Linked DNA regions of Oryctolagus cuniculus: region 1 is linked to region 2. Evidence: chromatin contacts called from public Micro-C data. All regions are on one chromosome and are shown on one strand. The core of a region is the stretch at or near the end of the contact, and the rest is flanking DNA. Distances in the headings are between cores, read along the strand shown.

Evidence for each region. A called contact is a pair of places that touch in the nucleus more often than the background predicts.
Region 1: a Micro-C map of ear pinna shows a contact between it and region 2, with 3 times the contacts expected there. The contact joins two enhancer-like sites. A contact is called at or near these places in 3 of 6 Hi-C or Micro-C datasets (ear pinna, psoas muscle and an unstated tissue).

Annotation. Positions count from the first base shown.
Region 1 is chr12:108,055,178-108,062,269 of mOryCun1.1, forward strand. No RefSeq gene overlaps it. Among named protein-coding and RNA genes, the nearest start is that of HMG20A, 92 kb to the left of the region's middle. Within about 2 kb of position 4,939, at least 2 of the 8 cell types and tissues checked have an H3K27ac peak or open chromatin away from gene starts, as enhancers often do. A contact at or near this core is called in ear pinna, where this site is marked.
Region 2 is chr12:107,696,490-107,702,888 of mOryCun1.1, forward strand. The region is part of intron 5 of PEAK1 (pseudopodium enriched atypical kinase 1); the gene reads right to left. Among named protein-coding and RNA genes, the nearest start is that of TSPAN3, 100 kb to the left of the region's middle. Within about 2 kb of position 2,927, at least 4 of the 8 cell types and tissues checked have an H3K27ac peak or open chromatin away from gene starts, as enhancers often do. A contact at or near this core is called in ear pinna, where this site is marked.

The DNA.
Region 1 (7,092 bases), core at 3,689-6,188, 360 kb after region 2:
GGAATGTGGGCCCCTGGGGAGCTGGAAGGAGTCTGATAAGGGAAAATCTGTACTAAAGAGGAGGGAAGCTGTTCCCTGCTGGCCAGGCCTGGGGGATGCCCGCCCAGGACAGGAGTCCTGTGGAACAGAGGGACAAGGCGAGGCAGCTGCGCTGGCGGCCCTGGGTGGAGGATGAGCCGGGAGCAGGGTGTTCTAAGGCGCTGAGAAGTGGGGTGGTGCTCCTGCGGCGGGGAGGCCGGGCTGGGGCTGCAGCCTGGGAGGCCTCCAGCCCCGGATCCTCCCGCCGCAGCTGCGCTGGCTCGGCGCCGGCGTCTGTGTGCCTGGAACAGCCTGGCAGTTTGCAAGGAACTCGCTGCACCCGGCCGCGCCTCTGGCCTCCCCAGGGTGATTACCCAAGAGGCGCAGGTGCTCCCTGCCGTGGCGCTGAACCTGACATGATCTGTCTGGGGGAGCTTGTGCCCATGAGAGAGCTGCGCACACACCAGCGCCGGGGTGCGGCGTGGACCTGCAGGAGGTGCGGGGGTGGGGCAGTGGGCGCTCCAGGCGGGAACAGCGGTGCACTTGGGGGCAGAAACTGAGCCGACACTGGCTGAACCCTCACACGTGCAGGGCGCCGTGGAGGCTGGGGGTGGATTGTGGCCCGGGGGTGCCTGACACCATAGATGGGGTTTGACCCTCTGTGGCTTAGAGGTCCCACCTGGTCAATCGCTGAGCCCTGGGTGGTGACTCAAGCCCACGCCCAGCCTCTGTAGGGGCCTTGGTGTCCCCCTGTGAGTGGGGCTGGAGCTGAGCAGATGCCCACAAGGGCGGCCCTGGTCCCCACTCCAGGCCTGTGCCACAGACAGGGCAGGTTGGGGCCAGCAGGCCCAGGGTGGGCCATCCCCCAGGGACCTTTGCCCTGCTGAGCACAACCAAGGCAGGCAGAGCCCTCCAGGGCCAAAGTTAGGGGCCCTGGAGCTGCTGGCCTGGTCCCTGAGGCCAGGGGTGGCCCAGAAGCGTCTTCCCTGGGGCAGGTCCCCCAGGGCAGGGCCTCAGGGTGGCCCAGAACTGGAGCAGCAGGATGAGGTTGGTGGGCTCTGCACGGGGCTCGGCGTGTCCCAGGTAGGACAGCTAAGGGCACAGTGGCTCCACCGCCTCCCCGGCCAGCACCCCCTCCTCTGCACGTTCTGGAAACTCGGGAGCGAGAGACCTGTGATGGGCGTAGGGGCGTAAACCCGGCCAGCAAGGGCTGCAGGGTGTGGCCGTGGAGAACCCTGGCCACCCAGGAGGGCAGGGGGAGGCTCAGAGGCAGAGCGCACGCAGGGGCTCACAGGAGCAGGGGGCAGAGCCGGATCTGCAGCCCGGTGCCACGTCTTCCTTCTGCCGTGCGGCCCCCGGAGTGCTATTTCCAAACACAGCCATTCCGTCTGGCTCCTTTTAAAAATGATTTATTTGAAAGGAATGACAGAGAGAAGGGGGGGAGGGAGAGAGAGAGAGAGAGAGACTAACTTCACTGCCAATGCCCACAGTATCTGGGCCTCCCATGAGGGTGGCAGGAACCCAAGCACTTAAGTGCTTGCTGCCTCTCAGGCACATCAGCAGGAAGCTGGATGGGAAGTGGAGCAGCCGGGACTCGAACCCGCACACTCAGATGCGGGACGCCAGTGCCCCAGGCAGCAGCTGTAAACCTGCTGGGCCACAGCGCCCACCCCTTCCGGAAGGGAAGCAGCACCTTGTCCCCGCTGCCCTGCCAGGATGAGCTCTCTTTGTGTCTTTCACCATTTCTCCCACAGGGGCACTGGCCCCTCCCCTAGGGCGGGCATAATTAGCAAGACACCGCAATGACTTCCTTGGCCCGGGAGACCCAGCTGAACTTGAATCTGGCAAACAGTGACTGGCTTTTTAGCATCAGGACGTCCTTGCAACGTACGGTAGCTGCTTCTACGAAAGATGTCCTGCTTCTGTCTACAAAATGTCACTTCCCTGGGGGTCCTGTTATTTGATTCTGCGACGCTTCCCATCCCCCACCCCCATCCTAGCTAACCACTCCCCTGGGAAGAGCTAGAGAAGGTTCCGGAAGGACACAGGCTCTGCATTAGGATCCTGGGGGCTTTGTTGGGCAGCCCCTGAGGGCCCGGCCCTCTGCCTCCACCCTGGCCGGCCGCAGGCCCCTGGTGAGGCAGGCGGGTGTCAGTGACTCCCTCTGGGCCCCCCAAGTCCCGGGGAGCTGTTACGGTCCCTGTCTGTCCTGCCTTCTCGTTTTCTGTTCTCACCGCCCGTTACTGGCACTCTGCCACACGGCCTTGTGGATGAGCTCCCAGGATGCCACCAACGGTTCTCTTCTCTCCAAAGCAGGGCTTTAGGAAGGCAGGGCAGCCGTGCCTGCCACACCGCACCTGCCCGGCTCTCACACCCAGAGCCTGGGGGTGACCAGCCCCGCGCCGCTGGCGGAGGCGCCCAGACTCTGGGACAGGAGGACAATTAAAGAAGGAAATGTCCTAGGGTTTCGCCTCTGGCCGCTGTGGGTGTTGATCAGTGCCTGTTTGGTGCTGATGGGGTGCAGAGGAAGAGTACCCACCCCTGCAACAGCTCTCCACAGCCAAAGCTGGGTCAGGCTGAAGCCGTCAGGAGCCAGGAGCGCCATCTGGGTCTCCCACGTAGGTGCCCATCACCTGCCGCCCCCCAGGAAGCTGGAATCAGCAGTGGAGCCCAGGCACTCACCTGGGGTGTCCCAAGTGGCAGCGTGACCCACTGCGCCCCTGCGCCCACCCTGCCAATTCCTTGTAATAAGTATCTGCATATATGGAGGGTCTTCAAAAAGTTTGTGGACAATGCATGTCCTGGACAAACGGTGCACACGGCACACTTCTGCCGCGGGTTCCCGGTCCCTGCAGAGCCCCGGCCGACACCACCCTCTTCCTTCCTCTCCTGCCCCGCCTGGCTGTAAGAGGAGGGCTGGCCGCAGAGTACATCCCCTCCCAGCCTCCCGGGAGCCAGGCAGGTGACAGCCATCGCCTGCCCTCTGCCTGGCCTCTGGTGGCCACCGGCTTAGGCTGGGGCGGGCTGATCAATCCTTAGAGAGCTCTTGAACAGGGAGACGGAAGAGGGCTAGGACGTGGGACAAACAGCACCAGGAGGAGCACACACATGGGCGTGGAGTCGGGCACATCCCACAGCAGCTCTGGGAACCCCCGAGTCGTCCTAGAGTCAAGAGGGCTGGGGCAGGTGGACCCCCTTTCTCCCAGCCACAGGGGGCGGAGCATAAATGTGCAGGCACCTCCTACTGTCTGGTGGCCTGGCTGTTGGAAGCGGAGGCACAGGTGGGCAAAGGCAGGGGACTGCAAGGGGCCGCGTGGCGCAGGTCAGGGGAGTGGGGAGGGCAGCTGGGGGTCTGGCCTTCCGGGGGGCTGCCCCATGTTCCCTGGAGGAGGTGGTTACACTGCACCCCTAGCTCTGCAGTCTCTGGGACTAAGCCTTTGCCCTGAGAGTAAGAGGCGGGTTGTGCATGTACCCTGACCAATCCACTCGCTCGGAGGGGCAGTCCCAGGGCCTAGGGTGAAGGCTGAGTCCAGGCTGGGAGAGACCCGGGGTCCCAGGCTCAGCCGCCGCCCCTCCTTGGACTCAGTGGCTGCTGGGCTCTGCCCTGCTGGGCCAGCTGTCTGCCTGCACTGACCTCTGTGGGCAGCAGGCGCCTTCTGAGCGTGAGCCCATGATCATGCCCACGAGTGTCCAGCCCCACGACCCAGTCGCCTCCAGCCCGTTTTCCAAGAAGGCAGAGACTCAGAGAGAGCAGTGGCTGATCCCCATGTCCATGGCGGTGTGGGGCGGGGGGTGCTTTCCTGCTGGGATGGCAGCCTGCCGGGGACCTCTGTGCCCCTCTGCCACCTGGCAGCTCCCTGGGCAGGCCTTATGTGCCATCGGGGGAAGTGAGCCACCCTTAACCACCCTCGCCGAGTCGGGACCTCCTCCACAGGTGGCACCAGCTTTTTTTTTTTTTTAAATAATGAATGAACTTTTTAAAATCAAGATTTATATATTTATTTGAAAGACACAGAGAGAGAGGGAGAGACACAGAGAGAGGACTTTTCTGTCTTGTAGTTCACTCCCCAAGTGGCTGCAACAGCCAGGGCTGGGCCAGGCCAAAGCCAGGAGCCAGGAGCTTCTTCTGAGTCTCCCACGCGGGTGCAGGGGCCCAGGCACTTGGGCCATCCTCCACTGCTTTCCCAGGCCACAGCAGAGAGCTGGATGGGAAGTTGAGACGCACACCAGCACCCACATGGTGGCTTTACCTGCTGTGCGCCGGCGCCCGCCCCTGTGTGTGCTTATTAAGCTGGGTGTCTACTGCTAGAGACAGGCCGAGCCCTAGGCTGGGGAGAGGAGTCAACGGCGTGCTCTGTGGATGGACAGGGGCACCCGAGGCGGCTCCAGAGCCTTCCCGAGGGGGCGGGGCCTGCAGCGCCACGTGGGGACCAGGTGGTGGACAGGGAGAGGAGTCCAGCTCAGGCCTCAAACATCTCCCAATACCTGGCACCTAACATCGCGTTGTAATTTGGTTTTTATTTTTCTTCTAGAACCTTCCTGGCTGCAGGCCCCTCACACCTCAATGCAGCCGGCTGGGCGGCCAGCCTGCCTTTCCCAGTGACTTCTGCCAGGGTTCCCCATCACCTGCAGGGGGACAGGCTCTGTCTCTCTGGGCTCTGTTCCTCTGGGTGTCCAGGCCTTGTGCTCTCTGCTGGGTGGGGCCCTGTGTCCCCCAGGAGGGCCCTGCACACAGCAGCTGTTCTCCTGGGCTGGGCGCAGCCTGGGCACAGGGCACGGCCGAGACCGGGGCCTGGGCCTGTTTTGGACTCGAGGGTGGGTGTCCCTGGGGGTGCACAGCGGACCGGAAGCAGCAGTGGCAGGCAAGCCCTTTCCTGATGGAAGGAGAGCTACTGGGCGCGCCTGCGCTTCGCTGAGAGCCTCGGGATGGGCCTGGCCTCATTCCCTGGCCAGCTGGGGCAGGCCCCAGGCCCCAGCATCCGGCCTCAGCCTGCCAAGCCCGAAGACTGTGGGCAGAGTTCAAGAGCTGGGTGGGCTCCGGGCAGCATCGCTGCCTGCAGCAGCTGCGGCGGCTCTGGCGGGAGCCCGTGGTTGTCAGCACAGAGGCCGTGGACCGCAGTGGCTGTGGTGTGCGGGGCACCCCTGGGCCAGGGGTGGGGGCAGAGGTGCACACGGGGGTGGTGGTGGGGGACGGGCAGGCCCCTTCCCTCTTCATTTCCCAGGCCGGGTGGGCTGAAGCAGGAGATAGCCAAGAGAGAGGGCAGGGTCGGGACGTGGGCAGCACACGGCGCCGAGCAGGACTGAGGAGCCCCCCCAGGGAGAGTGGGAGAGAGCTGCACACAGGGACCGGAACAGTTAGGCTGAACCCTGGCTGACGCACGGGAAATAGGGGTGTTGACGGGAGCTTCATCCTGGAACTCCACCCCGGTCCCCGACGTGGGTGCAGGGGCCCAAGCATTGGGCCATCTCCGCTGCTTTTCCCAGGCCATTAGCAGATCAGCCACGAGCCGGATTGAAGTGGAGCAGCCGGGACTCGAACCAGGGCTCTGAAATGGGATGCCGGTGTCACAGGTGGCAGCTTAACCTGCTGTGCCTCGACACTGGTCCCCCAAATTAAAATACTTTTACAAGATTCAAAAGGACACCCGGCGTGTGATTTGCTTGTTGCATTACCCAAAAGTAGGAAAATTCAGAGATTCAGACAGTGGGAGGTCATGGGACGGGGGAGGGGAGCAGGATTTCAATTTCAGCGAAGAAGCAGTTCTGGACTGGGTGTGGGGGTGAAGGTTACACCATGGTGTGAGTATCCTCACTAACCACTAAACGGTGAAGATGGTAAAGTTTACCCTATGTACAACTTAGCACGATTAAACAGAAAAACGTTAGGGGGCCTGGTTTCAACGTTAGGGGGCCCTGGTTTCGACGTTAGCAGCCCATGTGGGAGTGCCTGGTCAAATCCTGGCTGCTCCACTTCTGATCCAGCTTCCTGCTAACGAAGGTAGTGGATGATGGTGACCCAAGTACTTGGACCCCTGCCTCCCACGTAGGCGTTCCCAGCTCCTGACTTCTGCCTGGCCAGCCCTGGCTGTTGCGGCCATTTGGGGAGTGAACCAATGGCTGGAAGCTCTCTCTGTCTCTACTTCTGTCTCTCTCCTCTCTCTCTCTCTGTAACTCTACCTTGCAAATAAATAGATACTTTTAAAATAAGTAGATAAAAATAAAAATTTGAAGTCCAGGACAAGAGGGCACGAGAGCCACCTTGAAGGCGCTCGCCCGGCCAAGTCTGGGACCCTGAGGCGGGGTCACGTCCTGTATTGCTCGTGCTAGGGTGTGGGTGTGTGCCTGCTTGCTCCTGGAAAAAGGCCACTCTTCCCAGCATTCTGAAACTCGGCACCATGGCTGGCCTCCCCGGGAGTGACTGCCAGGCTGGCCTTCCACACCCAAGCCTTGCCCGGTTCATCAGGACCCCGAGAGCGACACAAACATAGCTCGCTCCTCCCACGAGCTCCCTGTGGGGATCTGCGCGAGCCAGTGGGAAGCCAGAGCCCTCTCCCCTGGCCTGCAGCACGCGGCACCTGCTGCCATGTCCATCTGGCCATGCCACGGTCACAAGGGGAGGTTGGTCTGCCAGGACCCCCAGGTCCTCCCTCGGCACTGTGCTTGGAACTTCCGCCTCCTGGAGACCAGTGCCACCTGCCTTCCTACGGCGATGGAGCCGGCCAAGGACGAATCGGGGCCTTCCTAGGTGACACAGAAGACGAGGGTGGGCTGGCCCACTGCAGAGGCTAGGGGGAACCTGGTGTGAGCCTGGCAGCCCCTGTCGTAGTCTGGAGCTGGGCCGGCCAGCAGGGAGACAGGCCTGGGGCTCCACGACCGTCACCCACAGCGTGTGGCTGGTGCCATGGGCAGACAGGGCCACAGCTCCCACGGCACAGATGCGGAATCAGACCTGCTCCATCCGAGCGCCCACGGGGCAGCCCCAGGGGCAGTGGTGAAGGCGGGAGAGCTCTGCCCCCGTGATGGGAGCAGCCAGCTCGGGGAAGGCTGGGGAAGGCAGGCATCGTGGCCCAGGGC
Region 2 (6,399 bases), core at 1,677-4,176:
AACCAGGAAAAAAACCCTCAGCAGATACCTGATTAAAGATATATGGATTCATATACACATGTGGCAGATTCTAAATACCACTGGTCATGTGAAAATGCAAATTTAAATTACAGTGAGCTACTGCTGCACATTTATCAGAACGGCTGAAACAGAAACAAAAACTGATCTGTACTAGCAAGGATGTGGAGGAACTGGAAGGCTCATGCATTATGGGTAGGGATGCAATGTACAGGCACTTTGAACAGTTTGGCAGTTTCTTATAAAGTTAACCATAAGCTTACCTTGGAACCCAGTAATTCCACTCCAACATATCTGCCCCAGAACACTTCTGTTTATTGTAAAACTGATGCATAAAGGTTTACAACGAAACACTGCAAACAAGCCACTGTGTGGTGGTGGCTCCCCAACTGCACGCGTTTATCACAAGTCATACAGAGCAGTGCACTAAAAGCTGTTACTGTCTGCAGGTAAAGACGGCTTCGGTGGCTGGGGGAACAGGACAGGAGGCGAGGGGACCCTTAAAGGGGCGGATGTGCGGGGTGCCGGTCCAAGTCCTGGCACCTCCGCTCTGACCCCCTTCTTACCAATGCATCCTACGAGGCAGCAGATGACGTCTCAAGTGCTTGGGTCCCTGCCCCCAACTGAGAGCCCAGGATGGAGTTCCACACTCCTTGCTGTGGCCCAGCCATGGCTGCTGTGGGCATCCGGGGGTAAACCAGTGGGTGGAAGATATCCCTCAATTATAAACAAGATAAAGGACTGACACGAATAAAGTAAGATCTGATGAGAATGCGCTGCTGAAGGGCAAATGGAAAATGAGACTTCAGTGTGCCCGCTGGACTCGGCCCTGGGAGTTCCACAGTGGCCCCAGCAGGAACCCCAGATGCTGGCGTGGCTGAACGAGGCGACAAGTGACAGCGGCTAACTTTTTGGAGAGATGTAGGTGGGAACTGGAAGGAAGAAAGGTCTGAGGCAGTCGAGACCCAGAAAGGAGTTCCTAGGGGAGAAACTAGGTAATGTTAAATGACAACACTCGGGCAAGACACGGGGCAGTTGGAGAGGCTGAGAAGACAGGAAGAAAGAGAGGAAAATCGTTACCCTAGAAAGTTACAAGCCAGGCCAGGCCCCTCATTCAAGCCTTCTGTTTTACGAGCGATGAACCGAAGCCCAGGAGACAAAGTGACTTCCCTAAGGCTCCACAGTGAGTGAGAGGGACCCAGATCTCGGACTCAAGGCTGTTGCCACTTACAGTATGTTTTGCTTTTCTAAATTGTTTTTCCTTTTGTAGATTTCTTTTGTGTAACTGTACATGCTTGCTGTGCAAATTCAGGAAAAGCATAAAGAAAACAGAAACCATGTGTAAGCCTATTATTCAGAGGCTGCTTCTGTTGGCAGTTTGTAGCAGGTCTGGTCAGCCACTGAACATTTAAAAAACCTTTTTCTTCTTGTGTACTTAGTGTTATTTTGGCACTGACTACAAAAGAATCAGCCACCCTGGCCCAATATCTTGTTAACCAAGCGAAACTCATTCCTGATAAGAGCCAGATTAAGTTCTCTCTTTGTAAGTAGTGCAGCATATTTTCTTTTTGCAAGACGGGTACATAAATCCCCCACTTTGAGTGTAGGTTAATTTGGTCAATGGATGGCTCCGGAACTGATCAGCAGCTATCACGTCATGAACAGACTCGCCAAGTGAGCTTCACAAGGAACACAACCAGCTCACGCCAGGGCTGTGCGCAGCAGGAACTCATCTGGGATTTGGCACTCGTTTGCAAGTTCTATGTCCATCTGTATCCACACTGCCATGAAACGGAGACGAACCAAGCAAACACCTTTAACAAGCACCAGATGGAGCTGCTGTCTAAGCCACAGAACTTGAACTTTTGAGGGCTTCTTTTTAAACACCAATTATGTTTGGAGACAAAGATATGCACTTAAAGACGTTGTCCAGATTATTTTAACTCATAACAGGCTCACAGAGAGAGAAGCTGTACCATATGCACAAATGGCCCACGCGCAACCCATGCCCTCTGAAATGACTTCAGTGGCAACCGCCGACAACCAGCAGCTTTCCTGCTCCACACTGACACTCCCCAAACGGGAAACTCCAGTCCCCAAAGTTACGCTCAGGACAGAAGCAATCCGTCTCCGGAGGCACTCACACAGGAAGCGCAGCGTGCATGCTGGCGTGTTCTATTTATCTGCCAGAACAGGTCTGGCACAGAGTGCCCACGTGGGATGGTTGATAAGAGCAGCTCATTTGTCTCCGCAGTCCTTATAACCTCATGGCAAACCCTCTGGATGAAATGGTCCGTGGGAGAGTACAGTGGCTGAAGCTGTCCCCACCAGCTAACCAGGATTCCAGGGTCTAAAACTCTATTTCATATTTGACAGATTTCAGGACCAAAGCCCTTCTGGCTATAGGTGAAAGCCATTCAAGAGTAGCCTATTTCACTTCAAGCCATGACAGCTTTTTAAGAACCTATTACTGCCTTTTTTTTTTTTATACTCTCTCTACCGCTGTACAATGACAATAATTAGTTTGCTTCCAGCCTAATAGTCTCTAGCAGACTCCATGCATGACAACCACATGCACACTGGACTTCAATCGCAAAATAAACTGGCCTGCAGAAAGGGTGGGAGCACCTCAAGCTGGACACGACTGGCTCCAGCACAAAGGAGCACCACGCACAGAGTGCTTCCTCACAGCACCCCAGGAGAATCAGACGACAGTAAAGGAGGACGGGGAGCGGATGCGACGTTCCTCCAGAGTCCCGCGGCCCCCGCGGCTCTGTCTCCCGCAGATCTGCCACAGCGCCCTCGCCGCTCTGCCCGGGCTGGGGAGGGCGCTCACAGCGAGCAGCCGCGGTCTCCAGGATGCTGGGCTCTCCTAGGGCTTTGCAACGGAGCGTGTGGGTCACTTCTATAAAAGGGAAAGGAAAGTGTGACAGTGGTCCCACGTCACTCTTCCCAACCTTTCCTTCTCCCACAGGGAAAAACGCTGACCCGACGCCTTGACCAGCTGCCAAACCCCGCAGCAGATGACTAAAAGGGTGGGGAGAGGAAGTGAGAGCAGAGCAGGAAGAGGTTTTGCAAGAGATAAAACACAGCTTTAACTTGGTGCACAAATGGAAATTCCATGAATAAAAAGAATCTTCTTAATTGGAGATTGAAAAAGACAGACAGACTAATACAAAACAACCCAGACACACAGCTTCTTGGTATGTCAAGACTTTACAACATGAAGCTCTCTTGTCCAAAAAAGAAAACAAAACAAAACCTGCTTGATTTTGAAAGACCAAGTAAAAATCCATCAGAAACCTGCCGAGGCTAGGCGTTTTCAGTTGTTCTGGTCACGACAGTGTTCTGACAGGTTCCTGTCGCGAGGCGGGCCTCTCAGGTAAGGACTGTGCAACAGCAAACGCACACGGCACGGCAGCACCACTCAGCCTCCCAGCCACCTCTCAGAAACGGCAGAGACGCAGAGAGACAGAGATCTCCCATCTTCTGGCTCCCTTCCCAGATGCCTGAACAGCCATTTTCAGGACTGGACCAGGCCAGAGCCAGGAGCAAGGAACTCAATCCAGGTCTCCCAGATGGGTGGTGGCGAGGTCCCAAGTACTTGAGCCACCACCTGCTGCCTCCCAGGGTCTGATAAGTGGGAAGCTGGAAATGCAAGTGGAGGCAGGATTCGAACCCAAGCACTCCACTCAAGTCACTGTATAAAGTTCTTCGATGAACTAGTTTAATACTAATGCTACTCCTAATTATTATTATAAGACTGCTAGTAATTAATTATAAGACCATAAGTCCCTAGAAGGCAGGGCTATGTCTTTTTCATCTTTATATATCTTGGATTGCTTAGCACATACTACATACTAAGTAAGTGTTTGCTTAATAATAATTCTAGTTAGTATTTGCTATTTGAAGCACTTTGCCCATGACAATTCTCAATTCGCACAAAACTCCCATGACATGCACACTATTGTCAGACTTGCCCAAGGTCACCCAGCTAATGAATGGCAGAGCCAGATGGCCGAGGGCATACACAGATGCCTGAATGGTGGGACTCGGCCGTCCGTGGCACCCGGCGGTGCTTTAGGCACAAGGACCGCAGCACCTGAACGGTAGTTCACGCAGCAGCAGCGGCACTGTCCACTAGAGTAGAATTCCACTGTGAATGGAGAAGGGCTACAGGGAGACAGGCCCACACATGTCCAGTGCGGCGCTTAGACACACGGCTCGTGGGCTGTCCCGAAGCTCTGTCTCTTGTGCCTTTGAGTGTCGAGGGAGTGAACATGAGGAGGCAAATCATGCCAGACCGTCTGTCCAGCCCAGTCTGAGTCCAAGCCATCCTGAAGTGGACAGTGCGACGCTGCTGATGTCATGCTGTGCTCCTCCTCTCCGCTGCCCCGTCCTCAGGGCCACCTGTCTACGAAGCAGAGGGAGCTGGACCGGAGGCTAAATTAGGGAGTCAGTGCTGAGTGACAGGTGAGAAGACAGGTCATCTCTGGTTTCTTAAAAAAAGGGAGTGAGATAGGGGAGACAGGGACGGTGTTGGCCTAGGATTCACAGGGGTTAGAAAAACATAAGAGAGGAGGGGAAAGACATGGAAGGCAAGAGAAGAAGGAAAACAGCCGCTGCCCTGCGGAAAGCGCCACTCAGACGTCTGCAGCGACGGCACCAGCGGGGACAATGCCACCCGGGGGGCTTTCTGTCTTGTGTGACCTGTACCCTTGGTAGAAGGTATTATTTGTCCGATTAAATTACATTTACTTTCCCAGCTACAGAAAACAGTGAACAGTACATACTGTAAAACATTTATAATTTACACTTTTAGAGGGAAGAAGTACTTCTAAATTAATCAAAGTCTGAATTATACAACACTGTGAAGAAATATGGATTTACTGCTTTCACGAAAATAATATACACGTCCGCTTGGTAGCGGTATGTGGAGGACTCATTCTAACAAGCGGGACAGGATTATGTTTACGACGGTTGTGAATACATGATGGCTTAAGGAACATATTACAAGACTCATTCTCAAACTAGAATCCAGGATATATTGGCAAGGGTTTGCGAGTCCTCCAAAACAGCTTGATACTGAACTGAGAGCAAAGTTTACACCTACAATAAATTAATATAAACACAGGCAGGATCACTGCCATGGCCGCTTATTAACCACGCAAATCAGCATGTCTTTCAGGTCCACCAAAACCTTGGTGTAGCCATGCGATCCTCAACAGCCTGGAAAGAAACGTGACGGCGAAGACAGCCGAGGGGAGCGGAAGCGGCAAAGGACACAGCGTGGGGCAGGCAGCCCCGGCCTCTGGCTGTGAGCAGCAATCCAGCTTCAGCAAAACACCAGCTAGCACATGAAATTAATGCTAATTTGCGTTTCCCTCATTTTGTAGGGTTTTCTGGTACTCAACTTCTAAATTTGCTTTGGTTTATAGTTAAATGAGAAACATAAGCATAGAGAATTTATACCTAATTTTATATGTTTGTACTTAAGTGAAATTATAATGATGTATGTCAACACTAACAGATTGCAGGGTTTCTCCTTTTTCTTCTTCAGCTAGAAGGGGTCTATTGTGGTGAGTGATGTGGCACAGTGGGTCAAGCTGCTGCTTGGGATACCTATAAACTATACTGGAGTACTGGTTCAAGTCCTGGCAACTTGGCTTCCAATCTGGCTCCCCGCTGAAGTGCCTGGGAGACAGCAGATGACAGCCCAAGTACTTGGACCTCTGCCACCCATGTGGGAGACCCGGATGGAGTTTCTGGTTCCTGGCTTCAACCTGGCCCAGTCCTGGCTGTTGTAGGCACTCTGGGGGTAAATCAGCAAGTGAAGGATTTCTTTCTCTCTAACTTTGCCTTTCAAATAAATGAATGGATGCATAAATATATAATTTAAAAAAAAATAAAATAAAGAGGCTGGCGTTGTGGCATAGCAGGTATAGCTAGTGCCTGCATCGCCAGTATCCCACATGAGCACTGATTTGAGAGCTAGATGCTCCACTTCTGATCCAGCTCCTGCTAATCTACCTGGGAAAGCAGTGGAAGATGGCCCATTGTGCTTGGGCCCCCGGCCCTACGTGAGAGACCTAGAAGCTCCTAGCTCCTGGCTCCAGAAGGGCCTAGCCCTGGCTGTTGCAGCCATTTGGGGAGAGAATCAGCAGATGGAAGGTCTCTCTTTCTCTCTCTGTCTCCTCCTCTCTGTAATTTTGCCTTTCAAATAAATAATAAATGAATCTTTTAAAAAAATTTAAAAAGGGGTAATCTATAAATTATTGAAGTTTGAAAAGTGGTGCTTAAAACAATGTTTCCCTTTCTTAAGGTAAGCATTCCTCTTGTGGTCTTATTTATATGAGCATTATTAATTTCCTAAGCATTTGT